Regions from separate parts of the Sus scrofa genome. Here regions 2 and 3 are each linked to region 1. Evidence: chromatin contacts called from public HiChIP or PLAC-seq data. All regions are on one chromosome and are shown on one strand. The core of a region is the stretch at or near the end of the contact, and the rest is flanking DNA. Distances in the headings are between cores, read along the strand shown. Region 1 holds the start of ITCH (a long non-coding RNA gene). Region 2 holds the start of AHCY (adenosylhomocysteinase). Region 3 holds the start of DYNLRB1 (dynein light chain roadblock-type 1).

Region 1 (4,550 bases), core at 1,186-3,685:
TTACTTTTGCTAATGGGTTCTTCTGATAGAAAACAGCCCTTTACCTGGGCTGGCCCTAAAAAAAAAAAAAAAAAAAAATCCTCATACAGAAAAAGGGCAACAAAATTGCACAAGTGAGGAATTCAATCCAATCCTGTGATCATCCCCACAGCCTCTCTCCAAGGTCAAGCCTTTTCACTTCTCACCTAGACTTCTACAATAGCCACTCTTCCATCCTTTCACTCTTAATCGCCAGAGGAATCTTTCTAAAGCAAATGTACTCACATAACTTCCCTGTTTAAAAATCTGTATCTTTTGCTAACAACATAAAACAAGTTTTTTTGCATTACACATAGAACTTTTCATATCGTTGCCTCCTTTTACCTTTCTGGCCTCATATACACATCGCTCTCCTTCCCCATTCCACTCTTTGCTCCCTTTTTCATCCACAATTCTCTGCATTTACACACAATATTAACAAGTTTCCTCTGCCTCCCCTGTCCTTTCCTTTCCCCATCACAATCACACTCCTACTCATCAACTAAGACATAACTTAGGTCCAGGGGCAGATCCTTCCTCCTTTCCAAGGTCAACCCAAACAGAACTGGCTACTTCCTCTTTCCTATCAAAGCTTTTTGGTTTGAACACATTGTTAGTCTCAGTGGTTCCCAAGACCAATAGAACTGCCTGAGGCAAGTTTAAAAAATAAATTTGTCAAGGTTAAATCAAAAGTATCAAATCGATCTCAGGAAATGAATCTCTGGTATTTCCACTTTTAAAAAACTCCCCTAGTTATTGTAATGATCAAATTTAGGGGCTACTGGTTTGTCTATTCCAATAGGGGTAAAGATGTTTCTTTAATGAATATAGAGTTAACTCTAGAATAAACTGAAGAAGTATTCTGCACTTGTTTATTTCATATCATATCATATCCCTGCTGACTTGACTCATGATGAAGATGAAGGAATTCCTTTGGGACTCAAACCCCAAAACTTACACTGCTCAAAAAAGCAGCTGAATTTCCACCTTCATTTCTAAATCTTAAAGATGAAGTAATTACACCTTGAATAAATCTATGAATAAACAGTGCAGGTTCTCACCAGATCTGTCATGAAAACTTTATACAGGCTGAGAAATCTTTATTCCGTTGTGAGATGGAAATATACTGCTTTTAGCACTTTCTTAAGATCTGGTTGTATTCGAATTCATGCAAGACCCCAGCTAAGTATAATAACATATGCCTGGCTCCAGTGCCTCATTAATTTTCAAAGAAAAATTCCATTCTTCCTTCCCCACCTCACACTCACAAGGCATTCTTAAGCTCTAGAATGGCAGAAAAGCTAACAAGATCAAGATACGAATATAACCAAAGAAACATGTTGACTTATTACTGGAGAACTATGAATTTCGTGTGGTTTGCAAAATTCATCTGGTTACATCGCCAACTTTAGGCCCAACGTTTACCTGGGGCCCACAGACCCAGTGTTTATCTCTCTCTCAGCATCGGCCCGAAGCTAAGTCTGAAAACTTGAGTTCCCCACTAGTGCCCACTAAGTCTGCCCTCAAACACCTTTCGACCCTTAGAACACGTTCACGGCTACTTTTTTCCTTTCTCCGCTAAAGAAAAGGGCACTCTCAAGAGGAAGGACAGTGACAGCTCCACGTCTGCAAAACTCAGCGCCGGGAGGCGCCGGCTGGGTCGGGGCGGCGGCGGTAGTGGGCGCGGAGGAGGGAGCCGGTGCCGGGACCACCACGATGGGGGACAATGGAGGGAGGAGGGGAGTGCAAAAGAGAAAGGCGGCAGCCGCTGTGCTGGGCCCCTCGAGACTGGGGGCTCCGAAAAGTCTCGGGAAGGGCAGTGGCTTGCAGGTGGGCCCGGCCGCCGCCCCTTGCAGGGCCACGTCGCTCGCGCCGGCTGCTGCCACCGGGCCCCGCGCGTAGGCCGGGCCGCCGGAGAGTGGCCCCCGGGCGGGGCTGAGGGGTACCGGGCCGGACCCTGCTGGCGCCCGCCGCGGCGGCCCAGTCCTTTCACAACTGGGCGCCCGCGAGGCGAGGGGCTTCCAGACGCCTGAGCCCAGCAGTGGCCGCTCGGCGCGTCCGGCCAACCCACCCCCGCCAGGCCCCTGCCACTAGCCCGAGCTCCCCGCGCCCCCCACGGGCACCGGCTCTGAGGGAAGAGGAGGCAGCCGCGGCTGTGGGGTCCCGGCAAGCGCGCCGCACTCCTCTACCCCTTGCTCGCCTTGGACACTCTCATCCAGGACCTTCCCTCTCCCCAGAACTGCCTCCGGTCCGCCCGGGGATTTTTACCAGGACTCGGGGCGGCGACGACTCTTCACTCCCTCGACTAAGATGGCAGCCGGTCCCGAGCCCCAACCGCAGCTAATAGAGCGAGTTGGCGGCCAACGCGCAGGCGTCTCTGGCTTGGGCGCGATCCCGACTACAAGCCCCAGAAGGCCTTGCGCACTAGCCAGCTGCGGGCAAGAATAGCTGGCAAGGCTGGTGAGCGCCGCTAAATCGAAGTTTGCTCTCACCCAGGTGGGAAGGACTCATGGATGACTTCCAGGCATTTCAAAAAACCCTCCCAGCTACTCACCAGAACCTCTAAAGACTTGTAGCTGCTGATCCCAAGCTAGTGTGCATCAGAATCACCTGAAGGGCTACTTAAAACTTTGACTACTAGACCCCACCCCCGGAGTTTCTAATTGAGCACATTTGGGATAGAATCTAATAATTTTAATAATTGGCATTTCTAACGATCTCTCTGGTGTGCTGCTGGTGTGTAATCACATTTTGAGAACCACTGAACTATAACTTAGTCCTTAAGAAAGTACTCTCGAGGAGTTCCCGTCGTGGCGCGCAGTGGTTAACAAATCTGACTAGGAACCATGAGGTTGCGGGTTCGATCCCTGGCCCTGCTCAGTGGGTTAACGATCCGGCGTTGCCGTGAGCTGTGGTGTAGGTTGCAGACTCGGCTCGGATCCCGCGTTGCTGTGGCTCTGGCATCGGCCGGTGGCTACGGCTCCGATTCCTCCGATTCGACCCTAGCCTGGGAACCTCCACACGCCGCTCGCCCTAGAAAAGGCAAAAAGACCAAAAAAAAAAAAAAAAAAAAAAAAAGTACACTCGAGAGTTAAATTCATTGGGCTCAAACCCATGTTTTAACAAGGTGCTTTTAGAGGTGATGAAAATCACTACACGGAAGTGGTGCCAACATAAGCAGGTATTCTAAATGCTGATCAATAAGCTTCTTTAATCCTCCCAACAAATCTACAGTGGAAGTACCTTCATTTTCCTCACTTTACAGATGCACAAACCAAGTCACAAGCTGGATAAGAACCCAAGCAGTCTGGCTCCTGAGTCCATCCTCTTCCGTCATGGATTGTTTGTGAGAATTAGTAGGCTATGCGGGTAGACTCAGAGGCACAACAAAGTGACCTTTGCTATTACTGTTTAGCGTGTTTTCCCTCCTAAAGAAAATTTTATTTTACCATCTGGAAAGTCACTTACACTTTTCAAATTACTTTCGAATTCTCCATATCAGTGTTTCCTGCAGTGTACTTCAGGAGAGCTGGTTAAAGACAGATTCCTAGGGAAAAGAAAAAAGATTCCTGAGAGTGCCCTGATGGCTTAGCAGGATCCAATGTTGTCACTGCTGTGGCTCGGGTCACAGCTGTGGTTTAGATTCAAGAATTTATGCATGCTGCAGGCGTGGCCAAAAAAAAAAAAAAAAAAAAGGTACAGAGTCCCATAACCCTCCCTATTCAGACTGTGTAGGGTAGAGGTTCTCAAACTCTAGTGCCCATCAAAATCACCTGAAGGACTTGTTAAACCGTCTATTGCTGGGCCCCACCCCTAGAATTTCCAATTCAGAAACTCTGGGCTGGGCCTCATGATTTGCATTTTTTAACCTCAGAACACACTTGGAGAATCACTTGTGGTTGCGGTAGGGCAGTGTTTCTCAACACTTCCCTTTTGAAGTTATCATTTCTGGGAGTTCCCGCAGTGGTGCAGTGAACACGAATCTGATTAGGAACCATGAGGTTTCAGGTTCAATTCCTGGCCTCGCTCAGTGGGTTAAGGATCCAGCATTGCTGTGAGCTGTGGTGTAGGCCGGCAGCTACAGCTCCAATTCGACTCCTAGCCTGACAATCTCCATATGCCTTCAGTGCGGCACTAAAAAAAGCAAAAAAAAGAAAAAAATTATCATCTCTGTAAGGAACATTTTTAAACACTTTTTCCCTAAATTCCCCCATGAAATTTTAATATCACAAACATACTGTTTATCGATTTATGTGCCATACATATCTGTGCTTTTATATTAAAAAAAATTTTTTTGTCTTCTTAGGGCCACACCCACAGCATATGGAAGTTCCCAGGCCAGGGGTTAAATTATAGCTGTAGCCTCAGGCCTACACAACAGCCACTGCCATAGCAACAAGGGATCCCAGTGGTGTCTTCGACCTACACCACAGCTCATGGCAACACTGGATCTCATGGCAACACTGGATCCTTTAAACCACTGAGTGAGGCCAGGGATTGAACCCGCATCTTCATGGATATTAGTAAGGTTC
Region 2 (4,198 bases), core at 1,679-4,178, 66 kb after region 1:
CCTGCTGTGGCACAGTTGGTTAAGGACCCAGCACTGCTGCAGCTGTGGTGTAGGTTGCAGCTGTGGCTCAAATTTGATCCCTGGCCTGGAAACTTTCATATGTGGCCATGAAAAAAATCAGTGCATAGATAGATCAATGCATCAAAATAGTGCAGAAATAACCCATGTATTGATGGACACTTAATGTATGACAGATGGACCTATAGGTCACTGGGAGAAGGATAACAAGGGACGCTGGAACAACTGCTTATCCATGTGTAAAAAAATGAAATAGAATTCCTACCTCATACCTTATATTCCTACCTCATACCTTATATTTGAATTATAAAACTTTGGGATAACAGTATAGGAGAAATTCTTTATGACCTTGGGGTATTTAGGTTTTCTAAAATAAGACAAAAACTCCCACTAACACTAAGGGAAAAGACTGAAAAATTTGACTACAGCAAAACTGAGAATCTGTATTTATCCAAAAACAACATAGAGGGAGTGAGAAGACAAACCACAAACCTGGAGAAGACATTTTCAACACATGTAATTAGCAAAGGACTAGTATTGAGATTATGTAAAGAATTCCTATAAGTTGAAAAGAAAAACAAACCACCTAGTTTTAAACTGGCAGAGACGTGAATGGAAATTTTCCTCATTAGAAGTCAAAGAAATACAAATTAAAACCACAAGATATTTCATGCCTGTCAGATTGGCAAAAAAATTAAAAATTTGATAATAGGAAGTGATGATAAGGGCATAAAACAGGAATTTTTAGGTCTTTTTAGAGGCACACCTGTGGCATGTGGAGGTTCCCAGGCTAGGAGTCACATCAGAGCTGTAGCTGTAGCCTACACCAGAGCCACAGCAACTCAGGACCCAGGCTGCATCTGCGACCTACAGAACAGCTCATGGCAACGCCAGATCCTTTACCCACTAAGCGAGGCCAGGGATCGAACCTGCAACCTCATGGTTCCTAGTTGGATTCGTTTCTACTGTGCCATGATGGGAACTACCCAAAATAAGATTTTTTAATCCACTGTTGATCGGAGTATAGACTGAGATAACTGCTTGGGAAATAGTTTCATATTACCTAGTTAAGTTGGACATGAGTGTATGTATTCAAGCAATTTGGCTCACAAATATATCTACATCTATATCCATATAGGTACACACACATGAGAATATTAAGCAGTAGTCTTTATGGCAGCAAAAAAAAAAAAAAAAAAAACTGAAACAATCCAATGTCCATCAAAAATAGAATAAGTAAATAAGTGGATTATACAGAAATGAAAATAAATGAACCACAGCTATAGCCCTTACAGAAATGACTCTCAAAAGCAGTGTTGAGGGAATTCCTGTTGTGGCTCAGTGGTTATGGAACCAGACTAGTATCCATGAGGATGCAGGTTCGATCCCTGGCCTTGTCAGTGAGTTAAGGATCTGGCATTGCCATGAGCTGTGGTGTAGGTCACAGATGTGGCTCGGATCTTGCGTTGTTGTGGCTGTGGTGTAGCTGCCGGCCTACACTACAGCCACAGCTCCAATTCGACCCTTAGCCTGGGAAATTCCATATACTGCAGGTGTATGGAAAAGACAAAAGACAGGAAAAAACAACAACAACAACAACAAAACAAACCAACAATGTTGAGGAATTCTCCTGCGGTGCAGCAGGTTAAGGATCTGGTGTTGTCACTGCACCAGCTTGGGTTGCTGCTGTGGCTCAGGTTAGATCCCTCCTTGGGAACTTCCACATGCCAAAGGCACTGCCAAAAAAAAAAAAAAAAAAAAAAAAAAATAGAACTGAAAGAGAAAAGTAAGTTGCAGAAGAATATGTATCCTATGATTTCATTTACACAAAGGTGAAACAGTCAAAACTAAGCAATGCATGGTTTAGTGGGTTAAGGATCTGGCATTCCTGTGGCTGTGGCTGGCAGCTACAGCTCCGATTTGATCTCTAGCCTGGGAACTTCCATATGCCACAGGTGCAGCCCTAAAAAGCAAAAAAGAAAAAAACAATTCTGTCAGACTGACAAGTGATGACAGGGATGTGGATCAACAAGCCCTCTCAGACACTGCTGGTGATAGGATGAGCTACCTTGGAAAACAATTTGGTAATATCTAGGAAAGTTAAAAATGTGCCTTTATCTCAAAAACTCCACCCCTGAGTACACTTATGGTTCCAGGACACCTACTCATGGGCTAAGAGGCAATGTTCATTTTTTCATATACACAATAATGGCAGACTGTATAAAATCTGAATATAGAACAGGTAAATTAATCACACGATGTATACAATAAAATACTATACAGCAGCAAAACTCTATGCATGACCCTTACAAATATTAACAGAAAAAAAGCAAGTTGCAGAAGAGTAAGTACAGTATGGCACTATTTAAATAAAGGTTTTAAACACAGAGTGACTTCTATGAAGCATTTAATGATTTATGCATATGTAGTAAAAGTATTAAAAATGCATACAAATCTACCTAAACTCAGCATGGTGGGAGGAGGGTGGAAGGTCTCCCATGTGCTAGGTGTTGACATATTGCAACTTTACCTATTTGTATGGTAGGTATCATTCTGCCCAATTTATAGAAGAGGAAATTGAGGTTCTGGGAAGTGAACTGGTTGGAATTTCAATTTCACTCGGTTTTGGCGTCGGATTCACTGATTGAATGAATGAAGTTAAAGATGGCCTCAGGTTTGATATCAGGCCTCTCCTGGAACTCCTTTCGCTACGCTGCTCGGGAGGTGGAAGGTCCCCGTAAGCTAAAAACTGGTCTGAACCCCAACCAAAGTCCGTTCTGGTCCCGCCCCCCTCCGTTGGGCCCCGCCCCCCTGCGTTGGGCCCCGCCCCGACCGCTCAGCACCAGCGGGACTCATGAATATGCAAGCTACGGTAAGATATTTAAAGGCGCCGGTGCCACTCGCAGATCCCTGCCCGGCGCCGCCCGCCCTGCGTTTGTCCCCAGCCCAAGGCCGGCCCCCTTCGCTCGTGTCCATCACTACGTGTGGAAGCGCCGCCAGCATGTCGGAGAAGCTGCCTTACAAAGTCGGTGAGTCCCTGGACATGCAGGGTAGGGGCCTGCTGGGACGGCAGCCACAGGGCCGAATCGGGGCGCTCAGGAGGAGCCCCTTGAATCGCTGGCTTGGCGCGGTCTTTGGCCGCGCGAGGCCTTCTGGGGGCTGGAGTTCTTCCGCCGCCATGAGCAGGTCTTCGGAGGCGGCCGCGCACTACGAGTCCCGGCGTGCCCCGCGAGGCCGGGTGCAGCGGCGCGGGCTGCGGAGTGGTGAACTCGCGGCGTGTTCCACACGGAGCCGGCTGGGGCGGGCGGGGAGCGCACACCTAACCGAGGCCTGGGACCAATGGCACCTGCTGGGGCCAACACCGGGGAGCCTGGATCCTGCCTCCTGGGTCTGGACCAGCTCTTTGGCCCCCTGGGTGGTCCTGGGCAAGTGCTTATCCCTCTCTGGGCCACCTACAGGGAAGACGAGGTCATTAAGACCCCGAAGGGCACGTGAGGAGAGGCCTGGAGACTGAGCCGACACAAGCACTAGTCCACTTACAAGGGACTTTGGGCTTGTTACTCAACCTCTGGGGTCACCCACCTGGCCAACAGGGACAATCGTACAGAGAATCTCGAAGAAATTTTGGAGTGGCTAGAAAAATCCTTACTGCTCTCCTAGGGATTGAAGCTGTGCATTGATAGTTAATGTTTACTGGGCTTTTACTGTGGAATGGGCACTGCCTTCTACCTTTATTCTAGATTAATTCATTTTCTTCTCACGGTTTTTTAGGATAGGGGCTGTTACTTTATCATTTTACAATGAGTATACTGAGATACAGGAAAAAAGGTTAACTTGTCCATGATCTTATAGCTGGGAGGTGGTGGAGCAGGATATAAATCCAGATCCTGCTCACCTTTTCACCACAGTATATAAGTGAACACATCTGAAACAGCCCCACTGACCTTTCAGGAAAAAACTGTTCAGGCAGACTATCAGTTTTTAAAGTAAATTCAAGACACCATTCTACCCAGAGAAAGGCATCAATATTTATGGAGCTGTGTATCTGGGGGTTTGCATTTGTTTACAGAATGACCTTTAGAGGTGGACTTTATCCCATTATACAGAGGAAGAAGCTGAAGGTGTAATAGGAAATGACTTGGAAAGATTCTGTGGAAATAGTAACTTACCAATAGTTGTT
Region 3 (4,544 bases), core at 1,352-3,851, 110 kb before region 1:
CAGCCACACCAACGTAGAATCCAAGCCACATCTGTGACCTACACCACAGCTTATGGCAATGCTGGATCCTTGACCCACTGATCGAGACAAGGCATTGAACCTGCATCCTCATAGTTACTAGTCAGATTGTTTCCACTGAGTCATGACTGGAACTCCAACGCAACCTTTTGAGAAAGCTACTGGACAACACTATTGCAAGTGTTGGTCCCCCGGCCTCAGAGAGTCTCTTCCTTAGAATTTCTCCTGAGAAAATCATCTAATAAATTTGTTTAAAAGAAAACAAACTCTACACATACAGAGACATTCATTAAACTGCTATCTTTATTAACAAAGAATTAGGAGCAACCCAAATAGGGAAATGGGTTGGCAAATTATGGTTCAAATATTTCATGGACTACCATGTAATCATTAAAAATAATTCAATACAAAGATGATGTGGCAACAAAGTTATATGTCTCTGGACATTAAACCAAACAGAAACAAAAAACTAGAATGTATATCTTGAAAAAATATGCATATGTAAACAAAGACGAGGAGAACATAGCATACAAAGATGAAAACAGTTGTGTGGTGGAATAAAACTGGATGTGATTATGGATTTTTTTTTTTTCTTTTTAGGGCCGCACACTAAATGTGTAAATTCCCAGGCTAGAGGTCGAATCGGAGCTGCAGATGCCAGCCTACACCACCACTCACAGCAATGCTGGATCCTTAACCCACTGAACGAGACCAGGGATTGAATCCACATCCTCATGAATACTAGTCAGGTTCGTAACTCTGGACCACGACGGGAACTCCCTATGGATGACTTTTATATCACCATCCAAAAGAGCTATCTGTCAGTTTCTACAAAATGTTTAAAATGTGCCCGTCATTAGTACCACTTCTGTTTACCGCTACACAAACACTAGCATGAGTGGGGCAAAAAAAAAAAGGACAAAAACAGCACTGTAGCATTGTCTGGAGTGAAATACTGTAATACATCTCAATGTATATACTGCAGTAGAAGATAAATACACTCCTTTAAAAGAATGAAGTACGTTTGTATATAATGACATGGAAAAATATCTGATAGTTTTTAGTGAAGAGTGTAAGTTCCAAAATGAGATTATCTACCCATATAGCCTAGAGTAAACTTAATATGTATAAATATGTTCCAATATCATGTAACAGGTTATATATAAATATGCTTATGCACTTAATAAATATGGAAAGAAACACACCCAACTGTCATTACCAGAGAGGAGTGAGGTGGGAACTACATATACTTTCTACGTTACAAACTTTGGTACTGCTTCAATTTGTTGAAATGTGCATCTAAATATATTTTGCTTTCATGAGTAGAAGCACACAATAGCATGGTAGAAGTTGCAGGAAGCTACTATTAGTGTAAGAAAAAGACAGGACATATATACATGCTGGTATACATATAAAAGGAACTAATGTTTCTAAAGGAGATTGAAGCTGGGTATCAAGGTTTGGTGGAAGATTTATTTTCACTTAGATCCTTTCAGATGCTTTTTTGTTTTTACTGTGTGCAGTTATTATCTGCTAAAAGTCAATTTCTTTTACAGTTTAAAAAGTGATATGAATGATAAAGTTACCTCATCTAGTCTATAAACTAGCTAACTATAAACTATAAATAGCTGTATCTATTCTACATACAGCTAAACTATATAAAGCAAAAACTGACGAAAACAAAACAAGTAATCTGCCTAATTATAAGTCGTTACCTCCAGGTATGGTACTGTTTCTTATTCCCTTTCAATTTTTCTTTTAGGCTTTAAATTCTTAAATACGATTTTTTAAAACCATTCACATGGTTTAACGTTCAAAAGCTCTTTCCAAGTTGTTGTTTTTTTTGTTTTGTTTTGTTTTTTACAAGTTGGGAGGATTAAAAACACAAGAAACCAAACCTGTAAAGGCATAAAGAGCCCACAGTTCCAGTCAGCAAGGCAGGAACCACAAGGGTGGATCCCGCTCGTTTCTGACTCATGCACCATTTCTCAACGGCTCGAAAGAATCACACAGAAAGGCAGCAGTCAAGTGTCTAGGGTTCAAGTCCATCTCCGTCATTTACTGGGGCAGGGCACTTAGTTTCACCGGGTTTTACATCCCGAGTGTGTAATACAGGGATAATGGTCGTACCTACTTCACAGAGCTACGGTGAGGAGGCAGGCCAGGGTATGTAAAGCGTATAGCAGTGTCTGGCACGAATTAAGTTTCTAGAAAATATAATCACTATTGTTGTTATAGCTCAACAAGGCCAAGGTTGCTAGGATGCAGGGGCCCGTGTGCCCAGCTCCGTCAATCCTTCCCCGTGGCACCAGCAACTACTTCCGGTCAAGGGACCACTGGATCCGGTGGCCCCGCCTCGGCCCCCTCGGTCCGAGTCAGGAGGCCCGCGCCGCCCCGGTTCCGCCCTCCAGACTGCTTCGGTCCGGCGCGCCCAGCCCCGCGGATGCCGCCCGGGAGGATGGACCTCTGGGCTGAGGGTGGTGGGAGGTCGTGGTTGGCCACCTCCCGGCCGCTGGCCACAAGCTCCCAGCAGATACTCACCATCTCGGACCGATCCTGTAGCTCCTCGTCGCCGGCCTTCAGCCCAGTCCCGGAGCTTCTCTGCGCCTGCGCACAGCTCCTGTCAAAGCGGACAGGCTCGGTAGCCTATCAGGAGCCAGCAGGCGGGTAGGCGGATCCTGGGGAATTGGCCCAGTGCTGTCCGCGAACAGCAAAGTAGCAATCCAGCTATGGAAAATTCCCAGCTCCAGCTATGCCGAAAAGAGGCAAGTTGGCTTTGTTGGAAGAGGCTTTCAACACTTAACCGAGGCCTGAGCTAGCTCTGGAGGTCCTGGGTGTAGGGTGGGGAGAGACTCTGAAGGAGTGGGTGTTGCTGATATCCACTTTGCTCCCGAATTGAGGCAAGGCGAGGCTCCGAGCCAAAATGCGCTAAAAAGTCCGAAATTCGAACTGGAGCCAAGAATCCATAGGGTCTCGTGAGCGACTCCCCCGGATTCCATGAGGGCACTGAGGTAAAGTGGTCGGGGCTAGCCTGGGAGTCTTTTAGTCTTAGAACCTCTAGCTCAGGGCCGCCCTTGTGTTGCCTTAGAGAAGCCACTTCAAATTTCTGTAGTCCCTCATTTGCTCACCTTTAAAAGGGGGACCCTTCTTCCTAGAGCCCTATGTTAAGTTTTCCACACAAAAAAATTCTGGGTTCTCTAGCAGGAAATAATTTGCTAAGACAACTGCCATTTAGTGAACCTTGTGCTATGTTACTGGGCTTACACCCACTCTATCTCCTGTAGCCTCAGCTTAAAGTTTCTTGGAGGCACTGGAGCTTGCTGAATTCAAGCTCCAAACTTTCATTCCACTGTCGCCTCGTTCAGTTGAGTAAGGATTTGGTTTTCCTTCCAGGGGCGTCTGCATGTTAAGAAGATTGAATAGTGACTTTATGGTGAAGAAACTTGGGAGACACCATCATAACCAGAGGATCAAGGTTAACATAACTGGTTATGGGATATACTAATATGTGCCCTCTGATAATCTTGCAAAGGGCACTTTACATCTGTGGTGTTTTTCACAAAAATCCATGGCCTTAACCATGAGAAAACATTAAACCAAACTTGAGGGACTCTATAAGGTACCCAACCAATACTCTTCAAAAAATGTCAAAGTCACACACACACACACACAAAAAGAACTGGAGTTCCCGTCGTGGCGCAGTGGTTAACGAATCCGACTAGGAACCATGAGGTTGCTCAGTGGGTTAACAATCCAGCGTTGCCATGAGCTGTGGTGTAGGTTGCAGACGCGGCTCGGATCCATCGTTGTTGTGGCTCTGGCATAGGCTGGTGGTTACAGCTCCAATTGGACCCCTAGCCTGGGAACCTCCATATGCCGCGAGAGCGGCCCAAGAAAATGGGAAAAAGACAAAAAGACCCAAAAAAAAAAAAAAAAAGTCAAAGTCTGGAAAGACAAGGAATGAATGAGAACTGTCACAGATTGAAAGAGACTGAGAAAAGGGACATTGGTGGAAAAACTAGTGAAATCTGTAAAAAGGTTTTAGTTTAGCATTATTTTACAGATGTCAACTTATATGAGATGTTAACATTGGGGAAAGCTGGATGAAGAGTGTGCAGGAGGAGTTCTCCATACTATATTTGCAACAGCTCTGTAAGTCAAATTATTTCAAAGTTTTAAAAAAAGTATTAAGACACAAAGAAGTGATTATTGAACTCTGGAAACATTCGACAAACATTTTGCAAGGGGAAGAAGGGCTGTAGTAACTGGACCTCAAAATATCCTGTAATATCCTGTAAGAGGCACAGCGGAAATGAATCTGACTAGGACCCATTAGGTTGTGGGTTCAATCCCTGGCCTCGTTCAGTGGGTTAAGGATACAGCATGGCCGGGAGCTGTGGTGTAGGTTGCAGATGCGGCTCAGATCCTGTTTAGTTGTGGCTGTGGAGATCAGCAGCTGTAGCTCCGATTCGACCCCTAGTCTGGGAAGGTCCATATGCTGCAGGTGCAGCCCTAAAAAGCAAAAA

What was found. HiChIP or PLAC-seq counts read pairs in DNA pulled down with a chosen protein or histone mark.
Region 2: a contact with region 1 is called in an H3K27ac HiChIP or PLAC-seq map of alveolar macrophages. The contact joins the promoter of AHCY here to the promoter of ITCH in region 1. A contact is called at or near these places in 5 of 47 Hi-C or Micro-C datasets (blood, embryonic fibroblasts, epiblast stem cells and 2 more) and 2 of 2 datasets of contacts at active chromatin or transcription factors (alveolar macrophages and skeletal muscle).
Region 3: a contact with region 1 is called in an H3K27ac HiChIP or PLAC-seq map of alveolar macrophages. The contact joins the promoter of DYNLRB1 here to the promoter of ITCH in region 1. A contact is called at or near these places in 1 of 47 Hi-C or Micro-C datasets (skeletal muscle) and 2 of 2 datasets of contacts at active chromatin or transcription factors (alveolar macrophages and skeletal muscle).

The regions. Positions count from the first base shown.
Region 1 is chr17:37,807,998-37,812,547 of Sscrofa11.1, reverse strand. It overlaps ITCH (a long non-coding RNA gene), which reads right to left and starts at 2,435. Exons shown (of 25, transcript XR_002340135.1): 1 at 2,287-2,435.
Region 2 is chr17:37,743,108-37,747,305 of Sscrofa11.1, reverse strand. AHCY (adenosylhomocysteinase) reads left to right here and starts at 2,928. Exons shown (of 10, transcript NM_001011727.1): 1 at 2,928-3,047. The coding sequence starts at 3,020.
Region 3 is chr17:37,921,529-37,926,072 of Sscrofa11.1, reverse strand. It overlaps DYNLRB1 (dynein light chain roadblock-type 1), which reads right to left and starts at 2,601. Exons shown (of 4, transcript NM_001190180.1): 1 at 2,560-2,601. The coding sequence starts at 2,562.